3 separate regions of the Pan troglodytes genome follow, and regions 1 and 3 are each linked to region 2. A link is a contact called in public HiChIP or PLAC-seq and capture Hi-C data. All regions are on one chromosome and are shown on one strand. Each heading gives the region's core, a stretch centred on a gene start, on an enhancer-like site or on the middle of the called end of the contact. The rest is flanking DNA. Distances are from core to core; before and after follow the strand shown. Region 1 holds the start of DNAJC8 (DnaJ heat shock protein family (Hsp40) member C8). Region 2 holds the start of EYA3 (EYA transcriptional coactivator and phosphatase 3). Region 3 holds the start of SESN2 (sestrin 2).

Region 1 (3,360 bases), core at 398-2,897, 150 kb before region 2:
CATTTTAGCAGTCCATTGGTATCTGTCTATCTCTTCCAGATAGAAGAAGGCATCAAACACAGTTCACTGATGACAATTTATTATAATCTGTTAGTAGCACACAGACAAATGTTAGTTAAACCAGAACCATGTCTACACAGAAGTGGGCAATGACATGTGCCATTCTATGGGGAACTGTGTGCACTTAATCATCGTGTTTTAGCATTTTGATCTTCTGCTTATGCCGCTCAATTTCTTTCTGCAGACGCTCAATCTCCTTCTTATGATGAACGATTTCTTCTTCATGGTGTTTTTTCAAAGCTGCCAGTTGTTCTCTACTCTGTGCTCTACAAGGACACGGTGGCTCAGGGTTTAATTTCAACCCTTCACCCCAAAGAGATCTCAAAGCATAACCCGTAATGTCTAAGCAAGGAATAGGAGTCCCAATTCCATGGGAGTCTAGCTGGTCATCCTCTTCTACTCCTCAACTAGTGAAAGAATACCCCATCTTAAATTGAGGTGTAGCCATCTTAAGAAGACCAAAGAGCTTATTGCTTTCAGATTCCTCTTTAAAATAGAAAACTCCAGAGAGATGTGACACAAGTCCCTAATACCTTATGAGGGGAACAACCCAGGGAACTTGACTCCCCTTTAGGGAAAAGAAAAGGAACAAAATGAGGAAGACAGACAAAGGGGTGTAGCTAAAAGGCAAATATCCATTTCCTATTCCAATCTGTCTAGAGCTTTCTTTGCCTATAGAAATGAATGGCCCACTGTAAGGCCAATAAAGGGTCTCTTGCATGCGCAGTACTTGGCAGTTCAATTTAGGTTCCAAGAAGGGACTGGATTACAATGTTGGTTTGGTCACATTTAGGCCTCAGTTTTCCTTAACTACAAAATGTAGGGGCTCAATTAGATAGTCTCTAACGGCTGTACCTTGGCTCTCTATACGGTATGGCAGGTGTCATGGTGATAATTCTCAACAGAAGGCAGAAGTGAAAGGCCAAAGGACAAGCAAAAGCAAGATTAATTCCTCACTGCTCTCCAGAGTGGACAGAAGTCAGTTAAAGATAACTCAGGGCTGGCAAAGGGAGGCCCAGCCCACTCCATACTCCTAAGCAGGAGAGGGAAATCTACAGGTCTAGGCTGGGCTGAGTAGGGCAAAAGCCTTTAGAAGATGGTGTCCAACCATAAGTAGCTCCCATGACCAGCTCCCATCATCCTCACCCTTGCGGAGTCAGGGGTCTAGAAACACCTGAGAAGCCTGAATGCATGCAGGCTTGCAAAGCTAAGGCGTGCTGGCGAGGAAGGAGAGCGTAGAGGGGGTGACAGGTGGGTAAGGGCCGAGGGAGTCAGGCTGGGAGGCAAACGTTGGACGGTCGGATCTAGACACTGTGCGAAGAATCTGGGGGTGTTTCGCACGACCTGAGGAGAACTCCACGCGGGAGATGGTAATGATGAAGGAGGAGTTGAGCCGTGGGTTGTTTTGGAGACCCGCCGGTGGAAATGGTTTGGGGGCCTGAAACTGTTGTGCAGGGAACTGGGAGTGCCCTATACGTGGCAACGGTCGGGACATCAAGGGTTAGGGTATACTGGATTGGGGCCCGGGAGTTCTGTTGGGGGATGGGGCGCCCAAGGCACCAGGTAGGAACGGGTGGGGCGATTGGCAGTTTAAGGATTGGAAGGCCCTTGGGAGATCTAGGGCTGGACTTGGGACCCGGTGAGCCTCACCGGAAATATCGTTCCTCTTCAGCCTGCTCTCTCTTTCCGAAGGCCCCACCGGCTTCCCGGATGGAGCCCGCGCCCCGGTCGACATTCTCGGACTGCAGAGAGACAGGGACACTGGTAAAGGTACGGAAGCAAAGATGGGATCCGCCCGCGGGGCTGGAGCAGCGGACACTGCCGCAGCGTACCTGATCCGAGCCGAAGCCTCGGGCTTGCATGGTCCTCACGCCCCACACGCCAAGCCACGTCCGCGCCGCCAACGCCGTCACTGCCATTGCTGCTGGAGCTGCACCTCTGGCGTCTCTGCCGCAGCAAGCAGTCTCTCGTTACGCGCTAATGGCAGGGACGGCCAAGCACTCAATCTGGTCGACGCAGGGGCGGATGAACACAGGAATAGCGAATCACGGGAGAGCGGAGGCGGGCTTCCCGGAGCTCACAGCGAATCCCGAGCAAGAGACGGGTTTATTCTTAGCCAACCGCTAGCAAGGGCTTAGGGCCAAAGGACTGGAAAGAGGAATGATGGAGGAGTTTGGAGAGCTGAGTGAGGAGAGTGACGGAAGCCGAAATTTCGGCTCTTGGACCCATCAGAATGAGGCGTGGCGTCCACCTCCAGCCCACGATTTCAATTCTAAAGTCGTTATTATTCAAAGCTCAAAGGAAGTTTTCCCTTCCCTGGCCTGCTAGCATCAATAAAATGGGGGAATTCGGGGTTTGGGAGCTGTGTCCAGGATGCTGATGTCCAGGATACCGACGTCCAATGTGCCCTGGCTTAGATATACATAAATCGCGCTCATTTGTTATGAGAAGTGGCAGTGTTCTGGCTGGGCGCGGTGGCTCACGCCTGTAATCCCAACACTTTGGGAGGCCGAAGTGGGTGGATCACCTGAGGTCCGGAGTTCGAGACCAGCCTGGCCAACATGGAGAAACCCCGTCTCTACTAAAAATACAAAAATCAGCCGGGTGTGGTGGCACGCGACTGTAATCGCAGCTACTCAGGAGGCCGAGACAGGAGAATTGGCTTGAACCCGGGAGGCGGAGGTTGCAGTGAGCCGAGATTGCGCAACTGCACTCCAGCCTGGTGACAAAGCGAGACTCCGTCTCAAAACAAACAAAAAAAAGAAAACCCAAATTATAACTTGACCACCTCAGGCACAGTTTCCTAGGACCTCTTGAGGCTGTGTTTCCCCAAGCTATGGTCACTCATCTTGGCTCAGAATAAACCTTTTAAAAATATTTTAGTTTGTTTTTTTCGTTAGCAACATATTGTTGAATGGGCTTAATAACTGCACTTTTGGCAATGTGGTGCAATGCAGTAGAAAAGAGCAGGCCAGGTGCGGTGGCTCACACCTGTAATCCCAGCACTTTGGGAGGCCGAGGCGGGCAGATCACCTGAGGTTGGGAATTCGAGACCAGCCTGACCAACATGGAGAAACGCCATCTCTACTAAAAAAAAATATGAAAAATTAGCTGGGCATGGTGGCGCATATCTGTAATCCCAGCTACTCGGGAGGCTGAGGCAGGAGAATCGCTTGAACCTGAGAGGCAGGGGGTGCAGTGAGCTGAGATCACGCCACTGCACTCCAGCCTGGTCAACAAGAGAGAAACTGTCTCAAAAATAAATAAATAAAAATAAAAAATAAATTAGCTAGGCGTGGT
Region 2 (3,651 bases), core at 109-2,608:
GTTGCCCAGGCTGGAGTGCAGTGGCATAATCATAACTCACCACAGCCTCTACCTCCTGGGCTCAGTTAGGTGCGTGCCACCACACCTGGCTAATTTTTCTGGGTTTTTTTTTGTTGTTGTTTTGCTTTGTTTGTTTTGTAGAGACAGGGTCTAATTTTGTTGCCCAGGTGATCTCCAACTCCGGGGCTCAAGCAACCCGTCGACCTCGGCGTCCCAAAGTGCTAGGATTTCAGGCATGAGCCACTGTGCCTGGCCTTGATTATTTTAAAGAGGGCCCCCCAATTGAATAAACGTCAAGTCTCCACAAAGCCTGAATTCAACCTTGCTTCTAGCCCATACTTGGGTTGTAATTTAAAATTAACGAAACATTTAAGAATTTTGCTTCCGAAAACAGTGTGCACGAAGTGAATTGTAAGCTTAATATAATATTAAGAATAAACTAAATTTGGGGATAAAAAGATCACCTTGGGGCCAGGTGTGATGGCTCACGCCTGTAATCCCAGCACTTTGGGAGGCCAAGGGATCAACCGAGCTCCAGAGTTGGAGACCAGCCTGGGCAACATGGCGAAACCCCGTCTCTACCGAAAAATACAAAAATTAGCCGGGCGTGGTGGCGCGCGCCGGTAGTCTTAGCTACTCGGGAGGCTGAGGTGGGAGGATCACTTGAACCCAGGAGGCGGGGGTTGCAGTGAGCCGAGATCGCGCCACTGCACTCCAGCCTGGGCGACAGAGCGAGGCTCTGTGTCAAAAGAAAAAAAAAAAGGGATGGGCGCGGTGGCTCACGCCTGTAATCTCAGCACTTTGGGAGGCCCAGGCGGGCGGATCACCTGAGGTCGGGAGTTCAAGACCAGCCTGACCAACATGGAAAAACCCAGTCTCTACTAAAACTACAAAATTAGCCGGGCGTGGTGGCACATGCCTGTAATCCCAGCTACTCGAAAGGCTGAGGCAGGAGGGTCGCTTGAACCCGGGAGGCGGAGGTTGCAGTGAGCCGAGATCGCGCCATTGCACTCCAGCCTGGGCAACAAGAGCGAAACTCCGTCTCAAAAAAAAAAAAAAAAAAAAAAAAGATCACCTTGGGCTAGCCTCCCAAATGTCTTCCAAAACTTCCCACTCATTCTCCTTCCCAGTTTTTCTAAATCTACCAAATGCACCCAACACTTCTTACGTTCCTTTTAGCCAGGTAGGGATTACGCGCATTTTTAAAGACCGCCTTAAAAGTGAAGGTTGTACGGTCAGGACTGCCTAGCGCTCACCCAGAAGCTGCCTGTCTCCGAGGCACTGAGAGGGGCGTGGCCATGGGCGTGGCTCGCCGGGCCGGCGGAGTGGGCGGAGCCTAAGCGCTTCCCCGCCCGGTCAGACTCAACACATGCGCCCAGAGGTTTCTAGTGGAACGAGGTGTGGATTGTGAGGTGACTCTGGCCGCTTACTTCCGGTTCCTAGCGATGCGCATCCGGGTCACGCTAACGCCGCGGTTTCCTCCGCTCGATTGGTTCTACTGTGGGTCTGGACTGGTCTCCATGTCCTGTTGTGGGGCTTTTCCAGCCTTTGGGTGAGTCTCCGCTGCCAACAGGGTCTGAGCGCAGCCGGGCGAGCACAGCGTGAAGGGGGATGGGTCTAGAGTTCTGCCTCGGTCCTTGTGGGTGGGAGTCTCTTCGTCTGTCCCTTGTCCCTGCAGTGCTTCACTCACCTCAGCCCTTTCCTTCACGCTGGCCTCGCCTTACTCACCTCAGCTTAGCCTTCTCGCGCTTCCGTGCCTCTGTCGCCTCGCTGTTTTTCCTCAGCCTCATCAGTCCTTTTCCAACCTCGGTTTCTTGCCTTACGCCTCAGCGCTTCTCTCAGCCACTGCCTCTCCTTTTTTCTCCTCCTCCCTTCTTTTAGAACCTCTTTTCCCCTACCCCTGATCTGGGATCTCAGCGTTCTTTCACCCAGCGAGACGGCCCAGCTTCTCATTGTGCTCACTCTTCACCACGAGAAACTGAGCCTCTCCCTAGGGTCCTAGTTCCTTGTCCCCCAACTTTCTTCAGCTTTGATCCTTCCTCCTGGGACCAGTAGGTGACAGTGCTTCTCCTGGGGTTCTTCTGCCTGTCCTTAGCTAGAGGAGAGCTTTGCCAAAGCCCCGAAATGGGAAGACTTCCCCAGCCTGGGGGAAGTTTTGCCTTAAGGCGCCGGGTTAGACTGAACTCTGGTAGCTTCCATAGTTAGGGTACAACAAAGGCGTTCCTAGTTCTTCGCTTTACCTCAGTTTTGGGGCTCTCTCAAGAGCAGCTAACAGGTGGCAGGCACACGGTACTGCTAGCAGTTGGGCTGGCGCGATCTTGTTAATTGACAAGTCATGAGGACGTTCTGTCAGTTTTGTGTTCCCATGAGAATGGATGTGCACAGCTGAGGCAAAAATGCCAATGTTTTGGGACGTTCAGCTCTTGTTTTCGGCATGGACGTTTCTTACAGGACACTTGTGATGATAGAGGACAGAATTTGTGGAGAGATCATTAGCCCCAGATTTATGAATTTATTGTGTTGTTTCCGAAAAGTGGTCTGCTGAAGAGTTCACTATAGTAATTTCAAAGTAATCTTCTTTGAACTTAGTATGCACATATGCATTTTTTCATTTTTACTGTATTAAGTTTTCTATTTGTCTTCCTCTTCCTTCATTAGCCAGACTTTACTTAGAATTACATTACTTAGAAGTACATTACTTAGAATATTCTTCTAACTTTTGTATTTTTTTTTCCTTACCATTTCCACCTTTGTAGTAAAACTATCATTTTCTCATTTTGAGATTTAGGGCACCTTTCTTAAATTTCCCTAGAGGTTTAAAGTCATTTATAACATGAAGGAATTGCATTTAATAATGGTTAGTGCTCCCTTTCCCAAATTTTGTGATCTAGAGTATAGGCTTGGGTAATCTTTATTTTTTCCCGATGTTTATAGTGTGTATCTAGCACTCGAGTGCAGCGGTTTTTGTGTCATCAGTTTCTGTAATCTATAAATTGTGCTTTAAAATGTAGTACTTCAGTATGAACTTAAATACAGCTTTGAGCACCTGCTTATCTTTTGGCTAATTAGCTATAGAAAGATCTTCATTATATGATACATATACATATAAGAGTGTATAGTCCTTGGCTTATTCCAAAATTGGGCTCTCTTCAGCTGTTTTTAGCAAAGGACTTTGGAGCTTGGCCATGTTAGTCCTAGAAGCCACAGAGAAGGACCCTTCTGATTGGCTTTCAGGACTTATCTAACTGCTAAGTGAAGCCTCTTTGAAAGTTTCTTATGTGTACCTCCTTCCCACTACCTAGCTCTAGCTTCTGTCCAACCTGGCCTATTTTCCATCCTTCAAAACAAACCCCAATGTGTATGGCTTACTCCAGCTGCTTCCTTACCTTCAGGTTTGTGGGCTTCATTTAAGCCATGGGAATGCCAGCTTAATTAATGCAGATTAAGATAAGAACATTAAACCCCAAAAATGATGGGAAATCACTCTGTCTTCAAAACAATAGAAAATAATAAAATCTAGTTATAAAGATTATATACCATTGTCACTAGTAAGAAGTGGCACTCTTATTTACAAAACATAAAGAAATTAGGGTTTAGGTCTGGCATGGTGGTTCACACCTATGATCCCCAGCACTTTGGAAGGCCAAGGCC
Region 3 (3,478 bases), core at 257-2,756, 170 kb before region 2:
CTATAGCGTAGCTTGTATTGCTGGTTTAGTCCTGAGGACTTAGGTTAAAGGCGAAAAAAACTCAGAGCCTGGTATCTAGTAGGTGCATAATAAATGATAAGATGTCCATTATCGCTGCTGCTGGTAGTGGTGGGGGAGTGCGAACTGTCAGTCTGGTTAGGTCCAGCCTAATTCCCGGTCTCCCTGCAAAGCCCCTGCGGGCTATGCCGGGATGCGAATGCGGGGGGGGGCGGGGGGGGGGTGGAGGGGAGCGGCGCGAAGGGAGGGTGGGGGAGGAATTTCTGGAAAACAAACTTCTGGGCCTTCAGACCACTTACTTAGCAGGGCGCAGCCTAATCCGCGCTTGGCTTCGGAAGCCGCGACCGGGGTTGTCCCCTCTCCCCCCAGCTTTGGCTGCCGCCGCTGCCGCGTACCGGGCGGCCCGCCAAGCCCCCAGAGCCCCTGCGCTCTCCCTCCAAAGCAGGAGTGCGGGGGACATGGGATGAGGTCAACTTTCACTGGCCAGTCCCAGGTGCCTACGCCCCGCGCTGGGGGACAGGAGCCGGGAGACACCCCAGGAAGGGTCCTCTGCCCGCCGGCCCCCACGAAGAGGAAGAGACTCCGCGGAAGGGGGCGGGGAGGAGGAGTGGTCTGGCCGCTCCGGCCGGGATTTGCCTGGACTTGAAGACGCTCAGGAGCCCAAAGCTCGGAGAGCCTCCAGAAGGCTTCTCCCTCATTGGCCAGGAGTCCGAGGGAGCCGAGGAAGGATCCGCGGCCCTTGTGGGGGGGGCGGTGAGGCAGAGGGGGAGAGGGAGGGAGGAGGGGGAGAGGGAGAAGGAGAAGGAGGGAGAGGGGAGACAGAGGGGGGGAGGGGTGCCGAGGGCCGCGGCTGCCAGTTGATGCAACCCGGGTCCCGGGTTACGCGCTCGGCTTTCCCTCCCCGAGCCCAGGACACACCGACTCAGCTCAGGACAGCCTGAGGCTCAGACGCGGTTCGGGGTTCCAGGGAAGAGGGGCGTCGCGCGGCCGCCGCTTACCTCTCCGGGGCCCGAGTCGCCGACGCCGCCCGGGGCGAACCGCAGGTAGTCCTTGAGCTCTGCGCGGCACTCGGAGTCCGCCACGATCATGGTGCGCGCCAGGACCCGGTCGCGGCTCGCCGACGACCCGTGCACCCGAGTGGGTTTCGGAGGGACGCCCGAAGGAAGCCGGGACTGGGCGCCGCCGGGGAGCTTCTAGAACCCCGGGGCGTCTCTCGGGGCTCCAGAACGCTCCGGAATCCGAGAACGGCCGCTTTGGTGCTGGACTCTTCCCCCAGTCGGGCTTCGGGAACGGCGAACGGCCTCGGGGGCCTGGGAAGGGCCGCAGCGCAGGGGTTTTCACGGCCTCGGAAGTCCGCAGGGGCCAGGGCTGCTCGCGGACCCAGCGCTCCTCAGCATCCCCGCCGCGGAACTGCCAGCGCTCGCCGGGCTCTGACACCAGCAGTTCAGCCCGCTGCGGTCCCCGGGGGAGGGCGGGGACACAAAAGCCCGGCGGTCCAGCCAATCAGAGGTCTGTTTCCCCGGGGAGGCGGGGGAAACTCCGCCCCCTGGAGTCACGGGCTCCGCCAATCAGCACCGGGGAGCGCCCGGAATTCTGGGAGTTGTAGTCCGCCTCGGGTGAATGCTGCAAACTTTTGCAAGACGGTTTAGTCAGATCCCTGGCAACACCAGACGGCAGTGACAGCCCGAAGAGTCATTAGGGTTGCGTGATGAAAAGGGACTTCACTGGGCTAGGCCAAACAGCCGAGTGTGAAATCTCCTAAATGAATTCTTCATCTTTTCAGTTCCTGGAGGGACTGGCTAGGGTTAAGAGAGGTTTGGCTCGCGTCCTATCCGGTGCTGCTAATTATAGAACTGAACCCCAGATATTTAGAGGTCAGAGGGCACAACCCTGCTCCCTCTGGCCTCGGGGAAGCTCCAAAGATGCGAGACACAGGGAATTCACCTTATTTGTGGAGCCTCAGGAAAAGCCTTCATTCCTTGAAATGTCATTGGTAACTTCGTGTGGAACCTCAATCCCTATTGCTGGAAGTTTTCTTCCTTCTGCTACCCGTCCTGGCTTCCACCCCTGCCACCCTCCTCGAAACTTTGTAACAAGGTGTTCTGCTGGATCTTTGCTCACCTCTCCCTCTGGCCTTCTCTGACTCCTCTTTCACCACCCACTTCCTAAAACGTGGGTGCTTCCCCAGTTTCTGTTTTTACCCCTCTTCCCTCCAGACACTCTCCCTGATCTCATCCACTTCCTGGCCTTCAACTCGCCTCTTGCCAGAAAGTTGCCTCTACCAACACCTCAGCACCTCCAAGCTAAATTCATTTTCTATTCATTTCAAACGGAGCCTCTTCCTTCACAGTTTTCCTTCAGAGCTCCTTTTTTTGTTTCCATTTTAAAGTTATTGTTTATTCTAGACAGGGAATCCTGCCAGGGGTGAGGGTGGATAAGACCCCCAAGTCCCCCTCTGAGACTTCTAAGTCTAAGCTTACAATTCCAAAGATGAAACCGACTTGGTTTCCTGCCTCCAGATTCTTGGGAAAAAGCGATTAATCTCACCCTCCCTTGAGCTCCCAAGGCACTTGAGCTGGATCTCTTTTCACATGTATCACATTCTACCTAGTTTTTTTTGTGTTTTTGTTTTTTGTTTTTTAATAAATAGAGACAGGGTCTCCATATGTTGCCCAGGCTGGTCTCAAACTCCTGAGCTCAAGCGATTCTCTCACCTCAGCCTCCCAAAGTGCTAGGATTATAGGCATGAGCCACCATGTCCAGCCACATTCTGCCTTGTATTGTAATTTTATATGTACATGTTTTATCTGACCCTTTTTTCTTTTTATTAGTATTGTTTTTTAGAGATGGGGTCTAGCTCTGTCACACAGACTGGAGTACAGTGGCGTGATCATAGCACGCTGCAGCTTCAAATTCCTGGGCTCAAGCAATATTCCCTCCTCAGCCCCCCAAATCAATCACTGGGGTTACAGGTGTGCACCACTGAGTCTGGCTTATCTGATCTTTTTAATTGTAAACTCCTTGAGGGCAGGGTCTACATCTTTTTTTTTTTTTTTTGAAACAGAGTCGCACTCTGTCGCCCAGGCTGGAGTGCAGTGGCCCGATCTTGGCTCACTGCAACCTCTGCCTCCCAGGTTCAAGCAATTCTCCTGCCTCAGCCTCCTGAGTAGCTGGGATTACAGGCAAGTGCCACCACGCCCGGCTAATTTTTGTATTTTTAGTGGAGACAGGGTTTCACCATGTTGGTTAGGCTGGTCTCGAACTCCTGACCTTGTGCTCTGCCCGCCTCGGCCTCCCAAAGTGCTGGCATTATAGGCGTGAGCCACCGCGCCTGGCTGGCAGGGTCTACATCTTGACATCCATCTCCTGCTCTATGTCACCTAGCAAAATGTCCTGACAATCATATGCCCTTGGTCACGGAATCTTCCTTTGCATTAACTTCCTCTCTAAACTACCCTGT

The links. HiChIP or PLAC-seq counts read pairs in DNA pulled down with a chosen protein or histone mark. Capture Hi-C pulls out chosen DNA fragments and counts their contacts.
Region 1: a contact with region 2 is called in an H3K4me3 HiChIP or PLAC-seq map of stem cell-derived excitatory neurons, with 2.9 times the contacts expected there. The contact joins the promoter of DNAJC8 here to the promoter of EYA3 in region 2. A contact is called at or near these places in 1 of 1 datasets of contacts at active chromatin or transcription factors (stem cell-derived excitatory neurons) and 1 of 1 other capture datasets (stem cell-derived neural stem cells).
Region 3: a capture Hi-C map of stem cell-derived neural stem cells shows a contact between it and region 2, with 2.5 times the contacts expected there. The contact joins the promoter of SESN2 here to the promoter of EYA3 in region 2. A contact is called at or near these places in 1 of 1 datasets of contacts at active chromatin or transcription factors (stem cell-derived excitatory neurons) and 1 of 1 other capture datasets (stem cell-derived neural stem cells).

The regions. Positions count from the first base shown.
Region 1 is chr1:202,756,357-202,759,716 of NHGRI_mPanTro3-v2.0_pri, forward strand. DNAJC8 (DnaJ heat shock protein family (Hsp40) member C8) reads left to right here and starts at 1,648. Exons shown (of 11, transcript NM_001279783.1): 1 at 1,648-1,830. ATP5IF1 (ATP synthase inhibitory factor subunit 1) reads right to left here and starts at 2,130. Exons shown (of 3, transcript XM_003338984.7): 1 at 1,893-2,130; 2 at 1,711-1,802; 3 at 63-326. The coding sequence starts at 1,979. The coding sequence ends at 185.
Region 2 is chr1:202,905,268-202,908,918 of NHGRI_mPanTro3-v2.0_pri, forward strand. It overlaps EYA3 (EYA transcriptional coactivator and phosphatase 3), which reads left to right and starts at 1,359. Exons shown (of 17, transcript XM_016957345.4): 1 at 1,359-1,552.
Region 3 is chr1:202,733,903-202,737,380 of NHGRI_mPanTro3-v2.0_pri, forward strand. It overlaps SESN2 (sestrin 2), which reads right to left and starts at 1,507. Exons shown (of 10, transcript XM_016957397.4): 1 at 1,017-1,507. The coding sequence starts at 1,106.